Regions from separate parts of the Zea mays genome. Here region 1 is linked to region 2. A link is a contact called in public Hi-C data. All regions are on one chromosome and are shown on one strand. The core of a region is the stretch at or near the end of the contact, and the rest is flanking DNA. Distances in the headings are between cores, read along the strand shown.

What was found. Hi-C and Micro-C count contacts between places; a contact is called where the count stands out from the background.
Region 1: a Hi-C map of bundle sheath shows a contact between it and region 2, with 4 times the contacts expected there. The contact joins the promoter of LOC100279895 here to the promoter of LOC100274574 in region 2. A contact is called at or near these places in 5 of 25 Hi-C or Micro-C datasets (bundle sheath, ear, endosperm and 2 more).

Annotation. Positions count from the first base shown.
Region 1 is chr1:238,342,288-238,347,983 of Zm-B73-REFERENCE-NAM-5.0, forward strand. LOC100279895 reads left to right here and starts at 4,068. Exons shown (of 18, transcript NM_001361000.2): 1 at 4,068-4,643; 2 at 4,752-4,862; 3 at 4,993-5,049; 4 at 5,146-5,222; 5 at 5,314-5,413. The coding sequence starts at 4,563.
Region 2 is chr1:238,097,285-238,102,805 of Zm-B73-REFERENCE-NAM-5.0, forward strand. LOC100274574 reads left to right here and starts at 3,412. Exons shown (of 3, transcript NM_001148927.1): 1 at 3,412-3,606; 2 at 3,812-4,084; 3 at 5,264-5,521. The coding sequence starts at 3,824.

The DNA.
Region 1 (5,696 bases), core at 2,818-5,317, 250 kb after region 2:
AAGGAGAACACTCATTTAGGGGGAGTAATCTTTTAGTGCTTCTATTGATATTAATTGATAATTCTTTAAAGAGGGCAAGTCTTATTTGCTTCCTATATGCTTTTAATGTCTTCCTTTTCGGTGGTTGATGCCAAAGGGGGAGAAGTTGTAGGGACCAAAGCAATGAAAATGTTATCAAACACCAAACACCACCAAATTAAAATTTTGATCTTTCAAGTGGTTTTTGCATTTTGGTCTAAAATAGGAAGTAAGTGAATTATGGAGTTAGGGGGAGACTTAAGTCCATAATATCACATTGTGGGGACAAACATGCATCCTAGCAAGTAGATTACATAATGTCATTCAAATAACTGTATTATTTGCTTGCTTTGGTTGTGTTGTCATCAATCACCAAAAAGGGGGAGATTGTAAGGAAAATGGACCCCGGGCCATTTGGCTAATTGAGTTTTGGTGTTTGATGATCAACACAATCCGTGAACTAATAAGTTTTCTAGTGTTTGTGTTTGTAGTTCACAGGATGCAAGATTAACTTGGACGAAGGAATTGAGGAAAGCAACACCTCAAAAGAAGACATTAAAAAGATCCAAGAAAAGTCCAAGTGTGCTGCCTGCGGACTGTCTGTGCGTGGAGCACCGGACTGTCCGGTGGCACACCGGACTGTCCGGTGCACCAGGAAACCGCAGCCCAACGGCTAGTTCCAGGTGGCACCCGGAGAGAAGACCACCGGACTGTCCGGTGTGAGGACCGGACTGTCCGGTGTGGAAAGCTTGCGGCGCCAACGGTCACCTGCTCTATCAGGGCAACGGCTAGGCGCACCAGACAGGCTACAGTGCGCTGTCCGGTGCACCACCAGATTGTCCGGTGCACCACCGGACTATCCGGTGTGCTGTAGAGAAGCATCAGCTTTTCTCCAACGGCTCTATTTGTGTTGGGGGCTATAAATACACCCCCAACCAGCCATTTCCAGGTGTGGGAGCCCAAGCAACATACCAAGGCATATTGTAGACATTTCCAAGTGCTCAAACACCCAAGTGCTTAATAGAATCACTCGGTGATTAGCATAGATGCTTTGCGAAGTGCTTAGATTAGTTAGACCGCATTAGCGCTTGCTCTATAGGTGAATCCTAGTTAGTTGAGTGAGTTTAGATAAACCACACAACCCCTCGGCTCTTGTGTGGGCCGTTGTAATGGTATCGAGTGGGGCGAGAGTCTTGCAAGACCGTGACAACCGCGTTTGTGTCACGGCCGCCACCGTGTACCGGAGGGAACGAGGCCCGCGGCGTTTCGGCCGGAAGCTCGATAGTGGAGACGGCGGGGAGCGTCCGAGAGGAGCCGGAAGCGGAGCACCACTTGTGCGTGGAGAAGGCCCGCGGCTCTCTACGGAGTTACTCGACCGAGGTGCTTGGCCCTCGCGTGGGCTTCCCTTTGCGTAGGGGCACCAACGAGGATTAGTTGGGACCTTGCGCGGTTCCGGATACCTCGATAAAAATACCGGTGTCATCCACGAGAGTTTGCTTCTCTATTTTGCTCTTTAAGTTTCCACATTTATATTAAGCATTTAAGTTTCAATCTTGTATACATACTTATTTAGTGTAGATTGAAACTTAGCCATTACGGTAGAGATAGCAACACTTAGACAAAACCTAGTTTGCACATTCTAGTTTGACTATTTGCATAAGTTTTGCTCTAGGGATTTATTTGTGACCTAGTTTAGCGAAAGTTTTAGAAGTCCTAATTCACCCCCCTCTTAGGCGTCAGCCGTTTCTTACAACCGGGAAGAATCAATTTCCTCGTCATATTCCCGTGCATAAGTTATTCCCTCATGAAGGAGAACTCAGTGTTGAGTCCACATTTCTAGCCACATAAACTACTATAAGGCCTAGAGTTTTCAGTTTCTAGGTTCTCTTCATTTTGGAGAAGATGACATCAATGTGCTTGATATAAGATCTTCCATCCATTTATACCGAGGCATAGAACGTTGGCCAAAAAATTCTTTAGATTAATGGCTATCGAAAGCTAAAGCACTGCAAAATATTTCCTTTTTATAAAGAGGCTAAAAAGCTTATTTCTTTCTATAAAGCCGCTAAAAGGCATATTTTCTTTTATAAAACAGCTAAAAAGCAGGTGCGACATAGAGTTGCAAACTCTGAAGCGCAAGTTTGGTAAAGTGACCAAGTCCTGAACAATGTACCAAGTCTATAGATTCGAGGGTTGGATGACAGAGTTAAGGACTCGACTAGAAGACAAAACAAGTCAGTCACAAACAATTCAAGACGTTCAAGAAGATTCAATAGAAGAGTCTCATCAACATGAGTTAATGATTCAACCAAATAAAAATCGAAGACTATTGTCAAGAATATATATACTAGGGGTACCTGGATCAATCTCAACGAGAAGGATATGTAAGATTGGCCATGAGCTTGGCTGAGAGCCCATAGACTCGTCCATCATGATCAGAAGGAGGTCTACCACCAATAGGATTACAGAAGCACAAACACGACAAAGGTCTTATCCGAATAGAAGATATGATCAAGATCCTAACAGATAAGACAAAGGTTCTATCGGATAATACAAAGATCCTAACAGATAAATGATAAGTCAAAGATACACTTGTAATCATATAATTGGATTCATGTACAATTAGGTAACCGATTTGATACCATTATGGACTAGGTATTAATCGCCCCCTTCTTAGAAGCAGGAGCAGGGAGCCCTCAAGTAGATCCCATGAGATCATATCAGATGAGTTTTTATTAGAAAATACAAAAACACCACCATAAAGCGGACACATAATATCATCTTAAATCAAGAGGCCCGAATCTATCTTAATTTTCATGTCTCCTATGTCATACCTTTAGTTTTTGATCTCGTGATCTATCTCAATTCATTATCGAAAAATTCTCCATAAACAGTATGTTAATTTTGATTGTGCCATTCAGAGAGCTATGTTCCAGAAATATATTTTCAACACAAATTTTCATCAGTAGTATCTCCACATTATACATTAGTAGATTAATTAACAACGTGATTACGCACCTCGAACCGGTAGGTCTGTTTGGTTGATGTTGTGGCTGTGGAAAAAACTGATGTAGGCTGTAAACTGTGAAAAAACTGTTGTGTGATGTGAGCTATTAAAAATCCTAAAATCGTTTGGTACCATCAAAAGCCGCTAGAAGCAGGTCCAGAGTTGCTTTCAGTTTTACAATACGAGAAAGTCGGATTTTAGGAAAAAGTTGTTTATTGGATCCATTCCTTTAGTTTAGCTTTTGGCTTTTATGGAACAAAAGCCAAACCAAACACACTCCAAGGGTCTGTTTGGTTGGGTTGTGACTGTGAAAAAAGTTGTTGTTGCCTGTGAGCTATAAAAAAAGCTTATATGGGGTGTGATCTATTAAAAAGTTAAAAATTATTTGGTGGAATCTCTAAAGCCGCTAAAAGTTCTTACATTTATATTTTCTCAGTTTATTCAAAAGCTACTAAAAGTAGGTCTAGAGGTGCTTTCATGTTTGTCCTACGAAAAAGTCGTGTTTTAGGGCTAGATTGGGAACCCTATTTTTCAAAAAAAAATTTATTTTCTAAAAAAAACAGTTCATTTTCGTTTGTGGAAATGAATCCTTAAAAATGTTAATTTCTGGTTGCAGTCCTTTAGTTTATTTTTGGTTTTTAAAGGACAAAAACCAAAGAAAAAGCCAAACCAAACACTCAATTCGGTCTCTAAAAGCAAAACCGATCCGCACCGCACAAAATTGTTGCAGTCCTCGCTAAAAGCATAAAAAAGGATTCCGATTCGCTATTCCGTACCGTGTAGTAGCATTCAGCACCGATTCTAGCGTAGTCTACGAGCCAGGCCGGCGTCCCCCAAAATCACCGGCAGGTTTTCCTCGGTTCCCGTTACGTATGTGGACACCTGAACTCAACGCAAAGACCACGAACTGCCGTCAGAGAAGACGCTAGTAAACCGCCCGCCGCCCCAACTCACGAATCGGCACCGCCACCCAACGGGGCTGGTAGAGTACTACTAGTAGTATCCATTCATACGCGCGTGGCCGGTAGGCGCTGTAACCACTTTCTTCTTCTCTTCCAGAAGGCCCAGCCCTCCACCCTCCGGGCACCAGTGCGTGCGCCGTCGACTTCCTCTCACCTTCTCGCTCCTCGAGAACGACTCCATAGCGCACCACACCAGCGCGGCGACAGACAGCCCGCGAGGAGAAAAGGTAGAAGAGGAGGGGCAGGGAGAGCCATACATACTCACCGGTTGGATTCGGTCCAATCCAATCCAGCCGGCCGCGGCGTGACCAGCCGATCCAGAGGGCGCCGAATCGATCTGCGGGGGCGGCGCGGCGATGCGGAGGGCTACCGCTGGGGATCCCGGTCGCCGCGGGGGATGCGCATGAGGGCGTCCGGCCCGCGAATCTTCTGGTTTGGCGGGAGCCCAGGGGGCGCGCACCCCGGATCGGCGGCGCGCGGCGCGGGCAGGATCGTGTCGGTGGGGCTGCGGCAGTGACCGCGGGCGCGGGGGAGGGTGAGAAGCGGCAACTAGCACTTCGAGTCGAGCGGGCGCGATGGTGAGCGGCCACATCTTCCACTGCCGGAAGAACTCGTGGCCGGCGGAGGAGTACGTCGGCCGGACCGCGCTGCAGCTGGTGAGCCCACTTTTTGGCTCCTGCGTCGGCGAATCCGTTCCGTTTCTCGTTTCGTGTTGACTGTTGCTTGCGGGGTGGTCTGACGTTTTGGAGCTTCCTTCGCTGCAGTTGGATTTCGATGGCGGGGCGCCGCCGGAGCAGGCGTGGCGGAGGCGGCTCAACAGCCACGCGAACATCCTCAAGGAGTTCAGTGTCACTTTCATGGAGGCAATGAGGATGGTATGGACGCCTCGGGGATCCGGTCCTCTGTGTTGGGTGTTTTAGGACATGTGCTTTTTCTATTCCTCTTCTAGTTCAAAGCTGTTGCCTTGTTGGTGCTGCCTGCTAAGTTCTGCTCCCGCAATTGCAGATGAGCCTTGGCCTGAGACTATGGTCGTATGTTCGGGAGGAGGCGTCACATGGACGGGTGACATCAGCTATCCTCCTATGCATGATTTTCTTCAGAACACAAATGGATCCAAAAACTGTGCTGACAGGGTGTGATCTGTTGTTGTGCTTGCAGAAAGCACCGATCGATCCGTTCACAAAAGAGCGCTGTAAACCGTCAGCTTCCCAGGGTGTGCCACTTGGTGGGATGGGGTGTGTGCTAATGCCATTGCTTATCTGAACTTCATATATCGATGCATTCTGGAGAACTTTGCCTTCATATCAGCAGTATCGGTTTTTACAGGAGCGGAAGCATTTCGAGAGGTTTCAGGGGAGAGTTCAAGAATTGGCACATCATACCTGGTCTTTGTGAAAGTTCGCCGGTCATGGAGAACCAGTTCTCTGTAATGTTTCTATCTTATCATGCTGTTTCTATTAGACTTTGGTTTGCTGTATGATGTATGTGTGCAATGCTTTATGTACTCTTGAAGCTTGATGTGTATGATGATATGTCCTTTTGAGCACTATAGATGTTTGAAGTATCACTTAAACAAACACATTTTAAGTTCCATGTGCAAATGAGTTATTATATTTTATATAACTATGTGATCAATGCATTTTTTTGGGAGTTCGATAAGATGATATTTCTTTGCTAAGATGGCATAACACTGCCTTTTCTGAATGGTT
Region 2 (5,521 bases), core at 2,162-4,661:
ATGGTAGCGTGCCCTGCCTCGGTAACTTCGTCAAGTCTGCTACTCTACTTTCGTTGTTCAATTTTCGCCTCAAACCAATCTTTACTTAGTTAAATGTTCTTTTATTTCTGAGTATAGGTTATTTTGTGTTCTGATCACCACATTCCACATGCATCTAGTAGTGAAAAAGGAAAAAAACATAAAGATAAGTTCAATGCATCGTAGTATTCATAATTTTTTGGTATTTGTGATGAATGGGGCCTTAATTTTTGTCTCGCACCGGGCCACCAAATTCTCAGGGCCGGCCCTGCTTGCACGGGTTCACTTCATATATATATATATATATATATATGGCACATCGACACGGATCGATCGTAAAGGACACCGACGCAAGCGTGCAACAGTATCCCCTTCTTCAGCAGCGACAGGACCAACTCCAGTCTCTGCCTTGCAAGCCATACAAGCGTACGTCTCTTCCGTCGAATGATGCACCGTAGCGGCCACATGCATTGGGTGGACCTGGCAGTGACGCGATCGTGTTGCTTTGCCAGGAGGAATAGTGACGTGGGTGTTTACCGGGGTACAGTGTTGTGTTACTTCGGGACTCAAGATTAATGGACACCTTGGCAATATATATCTACATATAAAATGAAATATATTTCTATCCGGGCAACTTCTATTTTAATGGTCTGGTTTCCATCCTTGGACGACACCAAACGCATCAAAACTACTGAAACTAAACACACAACTACTATTAGACTAGTTTTTGATAATCAGGGCTAGCACACACAGTTTTGCACATGGTTAAGTGTTACGCTATATATCCTTCTCTATTTAAAATTAATTTCTAGAGTCGTCTTGTTAAGTCAATTATTCTATGTCTGGCCAGATTTACATAAAAAGTGCTGAAATTTGTGTGACACGTACATAAGCATATAACATACCTAATAATACGAATTTGATATTATAGATCTTGGCACTTTTTTATATATAGTTAGTCAATCAAATATATATATAAAATATATTTTATTATCTATGTCAACACTAGTGCTACTGTATCGATGTACGCATGTCTAGAGAGTAAACCTTAAATTATGGGATTAGAGCATCTTTAATATAGGCCTTAAACAAGTTTGTATTTTGAAATATAGGGCTCAGGACCATAACACACACTCCAATAATGACCTTATTTCATAAAAATTCATCAAACGATTATACGACTCGATCTCTCGAGTCCTAAATATACGACCCTATATATTGGAGCCCTATTCTCGTTTCTTATTAATTTACAACTATTTTATTTTCTAATAACATGGTTTATTTTCTAAATAGTATTATTTAAGGCCTAACTGTTGTAGTAAAAAAATTATTTGAAGCCCTAAAACATTTAGACGCGGTCCTATTTCAATTTTAGAGCTCCTTGTTGGAGATGTGGTGTTGGTTCCTTTAGTCCTAAAGTTTAGTCGCTAAAATTTATATTTGAATTCCCATTTGAGAGACTTTTTAGTTATATTATTTGTCAGTTTAGTGACTAAAGTTTAAGCGTTGAGAACTAAACATCCCCTAAAATAAAGTTTGGTTACTCCTTATCTACTAGATGAGGAGAGTAACTAGGGATGTTTGGTTTCGTGTTTAAGGCGTCACTACGGTTGTGACGCATTAGGGAGGAAACCAAACAACCCACTAATGAACCGTTAGAATCTATTTTTGTTTGGCATTTACACGATCGAAATACCAGTGACTAAACTTCGTTGTTTTATTTATTTTGTTTTGTTTCGCCAGAACCCAAATGCCACATGTGGGCCCTACTAACCGTATCTCCTTCACCGTTGGTAACTCTCGTATAGTTCGTTCGTTTATATTAAAAAAAACAGAGAAAAATGTCGTGTATTCGTTGGGAGCTCTCTGTCCTCTCGTAAGACATTCTGAAGCCGGCGATCGCGCTTGCATGGCAAACACACGGCGACGACGTCCGTGCGTGAGAGTCCATGGCCTCTTGTGCTCGGCCGGGTTGGTTGGCGAGCCGTATCGTCCCGTCTTGAATGAGGAGGAAGAGGCACGTCCCTATCTCTCTCTCTCTCCCAAGCGGCCAAGCCCGACGGAGTTCTATATAAACACGCGCGCCAAAAGCCCAGCTCAGCCCACCCCAGGTCGCCACGCCCGCCACAAGAAGCAGCAGCCTTACCCGAACCGAAGACGAACCCTACCGCGCCTTGATATCATATCGTCTCCGTGTCGTTCTCGCAGCGCAGCGAGCGAGCCACGCGCTCCTGCGCAGTAGCGTAATGGCGGTGCAAGGCGGCGAGGAGAGGGAGAGCGGGAAGGGCGCCGCCCCGGCGGTGGTGTCAGGCGGCGAGGCGGGCCCGCCGGGCCGGAGGACGGCGAGGGGCCACCCGCTCCTGCGCGGCGGGTGGAGGCGCGACCGGTACACGCACGGGATGCGGCCGGCGCAGATGGAGGCGCTCCGCGCCATGTGCGGCGCGCTCATCCCCTCGCTGCCCGCCGACGCCGACGCCGGCCGCGGCGACCCGCCCGGCGGCAAGGACCTCGAGCGCTTCTACCTCGCCTCCGCGGCCGACTCCACCATCCCCGACGAGGTGAGCAGCGAGAACCCAACCCACACGAATTGCTTCGTGGATCCCCCCCCCCCCCCCCCCCCCCCGCCGTGTGTTTTGGTGAAAAAAAAAATCAAAACGGAAACCATATTCGTCTCATCATCTGGGTGGTACGGTGTGCGTTCCCCTGTTCATCTCTGGACGTTTGGAGTAGGTGAGGTGAGGCCCTGCTGTCCTCTATAGATGGCCATTTGGCACTAACACGATGGGCCGGCCCAGGCACGACACGAAAAAGCACGGTCCAGGCACGACCCGGCCCGGTTAGTATAGTGCTAGTGCCTGGCACGGCACGGCTATAGTGCCTTGCCTGGGCCACTATCTCGACCCGTAGTGCTGGCACGGGCACGACACGGTTACATTTTTTATTTTAAAAATAATAGTTTACATATATCAAGTATAAGAATTCAACATATAACACAATAAAACTACATCTGCACTGGTTAGATGGATGCGTTTAAGCCTCTTATGCACTAGGTTGTGAGTTCAAACCCTTAAAACTGCACATTTTTTGCTAAATTATACAATATAATCAGATGGGCCATAGTGCCACCGGGCCGGCCCGGCACGACTAGCAGGCTGACCGGCCCATCTGGCACGGCACGATTCAGTAGCCGGGCCTGGCGGGCCATGCCGACCACGGGCCGTGCCGGTCACGGGCCGGGCCGTGCCGGGCCGGGCCGGCCCGTTTGGCCATCTATACTGTCCTCTGCGGTGATGCTCTATGTGGCAGGCGCTGGTAATAAAAATCTTGCGCCCAGCGTACGCAGCAAACCAACAAATAAAAACCCTTGCTCGGTACCCAGCACTGCACAGGTCCCGCCGTCCCGTCCCGGGCGCTGGCACTGAGAAACTGGGCAAGACATCCCGTCCGCTGCACGGGAAAGTAGCGGTGCACGCCTGAGTGATCCTGTCACGACTTTTGAATCGCTTGCTCCCTAGAAGTAGCAGTGCCAGCAACTAGTACTGTGGTATCGACGTTACACCTCATGCTAACTCGTACACGTGAGAAGACGTAAGCAGATTAGCTCAAAAGCCCCCGTCACTGATGTCACGCTCTTCCCCCTCCGCGAAATAACAACCTCGATTTCTGCATGATTTATTGTTTACACATACGAAGGCTTGCTTTCCAGCAGTATCTAACCGAATCAGAGCCTGACATTTCTTTTTGTATCTCGTGCTTGCTTGCTGTAACAAACAAACGAACGAACGACCAAAAGGTCGCGGAGCTGATGGTGACGCGGTGCATCCGCGAGGCGGTGGCGCTGGCGTGGGTGGTGCTTTGGGCGCTGAGCACGCGGGCGGGCACGCTGCTGCTGTGCGGCCGGCTCAGCCTCGGCGCCGGCTTCCCCTACGTGCGCAGGTTCGCCGACATGGCGCCGGAGCGGCGGGAGGCGGCCCTGCGGCGCTGGAACCGGGTGCGCTGGCTCTTCCCGCTCCGCATCGCCTTCGCCATCGTCAAGATCCTCTGCCACTACGTCTTCTACGCCATGGTACGCCGGCCGCACCCTTCTCTCTCGTACGCACCGTGCTGGCCGCAATAAATCTAGGCGTCTATACTAATCGGCAGGAGATTAGGTTCTGGAACCCTCCAATTAGTAACGGGCGGCTTTCCACTGTTCCTGAACGCGGGTACTACTAGTGTGGTACGTCAGCCAGTTCTCTGAAATCTGAATACAGCGATAGGGAATCATGCATGCATGGTCCACTCCAGCCACACCGGCGAATCTGAACACAACAAGAACGTCAGGATCAGGAACAACATATATAGCGCCGACACGGCATTTAAAGTGTTTACTGCAGAGATCTGAAGCTAGTGTTATTATTATGCATGGTAGCTTGCCGCTGCTCATTCAGGAGGTACTACAACTTACTATCTGTTCAGGATCGTTGGGTGCTTTAGAATCACATAATAATTACAGGACAGCTCTGCGGGAGGCCCCGTCTCTGATCTCTCTCCAAGCTAAACACAACAAATACTTTCTGATGAATAGCACACTAAAAAGTCTTGCTCGGCCCAGTTCCGAAAACTGAAAATGACTGCTTATCTGAATGCTAACTTGGCCATGCACGTTTTCGAATCTTCAGATGCCATGAGAGGCAGCATAACACACCAGTATAGTCTTATAATGTGCTAAGGTGTCTCGGTCCATGAGAAGGGACCACAAAAAAATCTGGTTCTTGTGATCAGGGCAGCTTGTTTAACAATGGATCGTGTATCATCAAGGTCACCAACCATAGCCACAAGCATGGCAGTGGACCAGTGGGACGGATAGGGCTCGAGTCCCCTCTACTGCTCTTGTGCCTATGGAGACCCTCTAAATCTTAAACGTATATGGTATAATAATATAGAAGGGTTTCATATATATAGTAGTGGTTTAGTTTAGTCCATTCTAAAAATAATTTCTGGCTCTGTCCTTGCATGGCACAAATTCATCCTGTTGTTGCACACCGAAAGAAAAGAAAACTGTGGCCATACTATTCCGGGCAAACCATTGATGCTATGGATTTTATCCGTTTTGTTTTAGTTGTCGCTGGATAGTGTAAAATTAAACTATCCAACGACAACTAAAAAACGGAGCGAGTACAATGTTTTTCACAGTCATCCTTTTTCATCTCAAAAAAGATCATAGGCAGACATCCAGTGCAAAGATTTCTCTCTTGACATGCAGGTGAACGAGAACTCCGAGAATCCATACTGGAAAGCGATAGGATACAGCGTGGACGAGCCACGGGAGGATCGGGCTCGGACGGCGACACCGTCGCCGTCCCGGCCCCTCGACGTCGGCGTCGTGGAGACCAGGCTGCTGGACGACAACAAGCTGCTCAGATCGCTCGTGGGGAGGGGCCTCACGGTGAAGCCGGCGTCGTCGGACGCGAACCACCACACAGTGCAATGCGACGCCGTCATCGTGGGGTCCGGCTGCGGC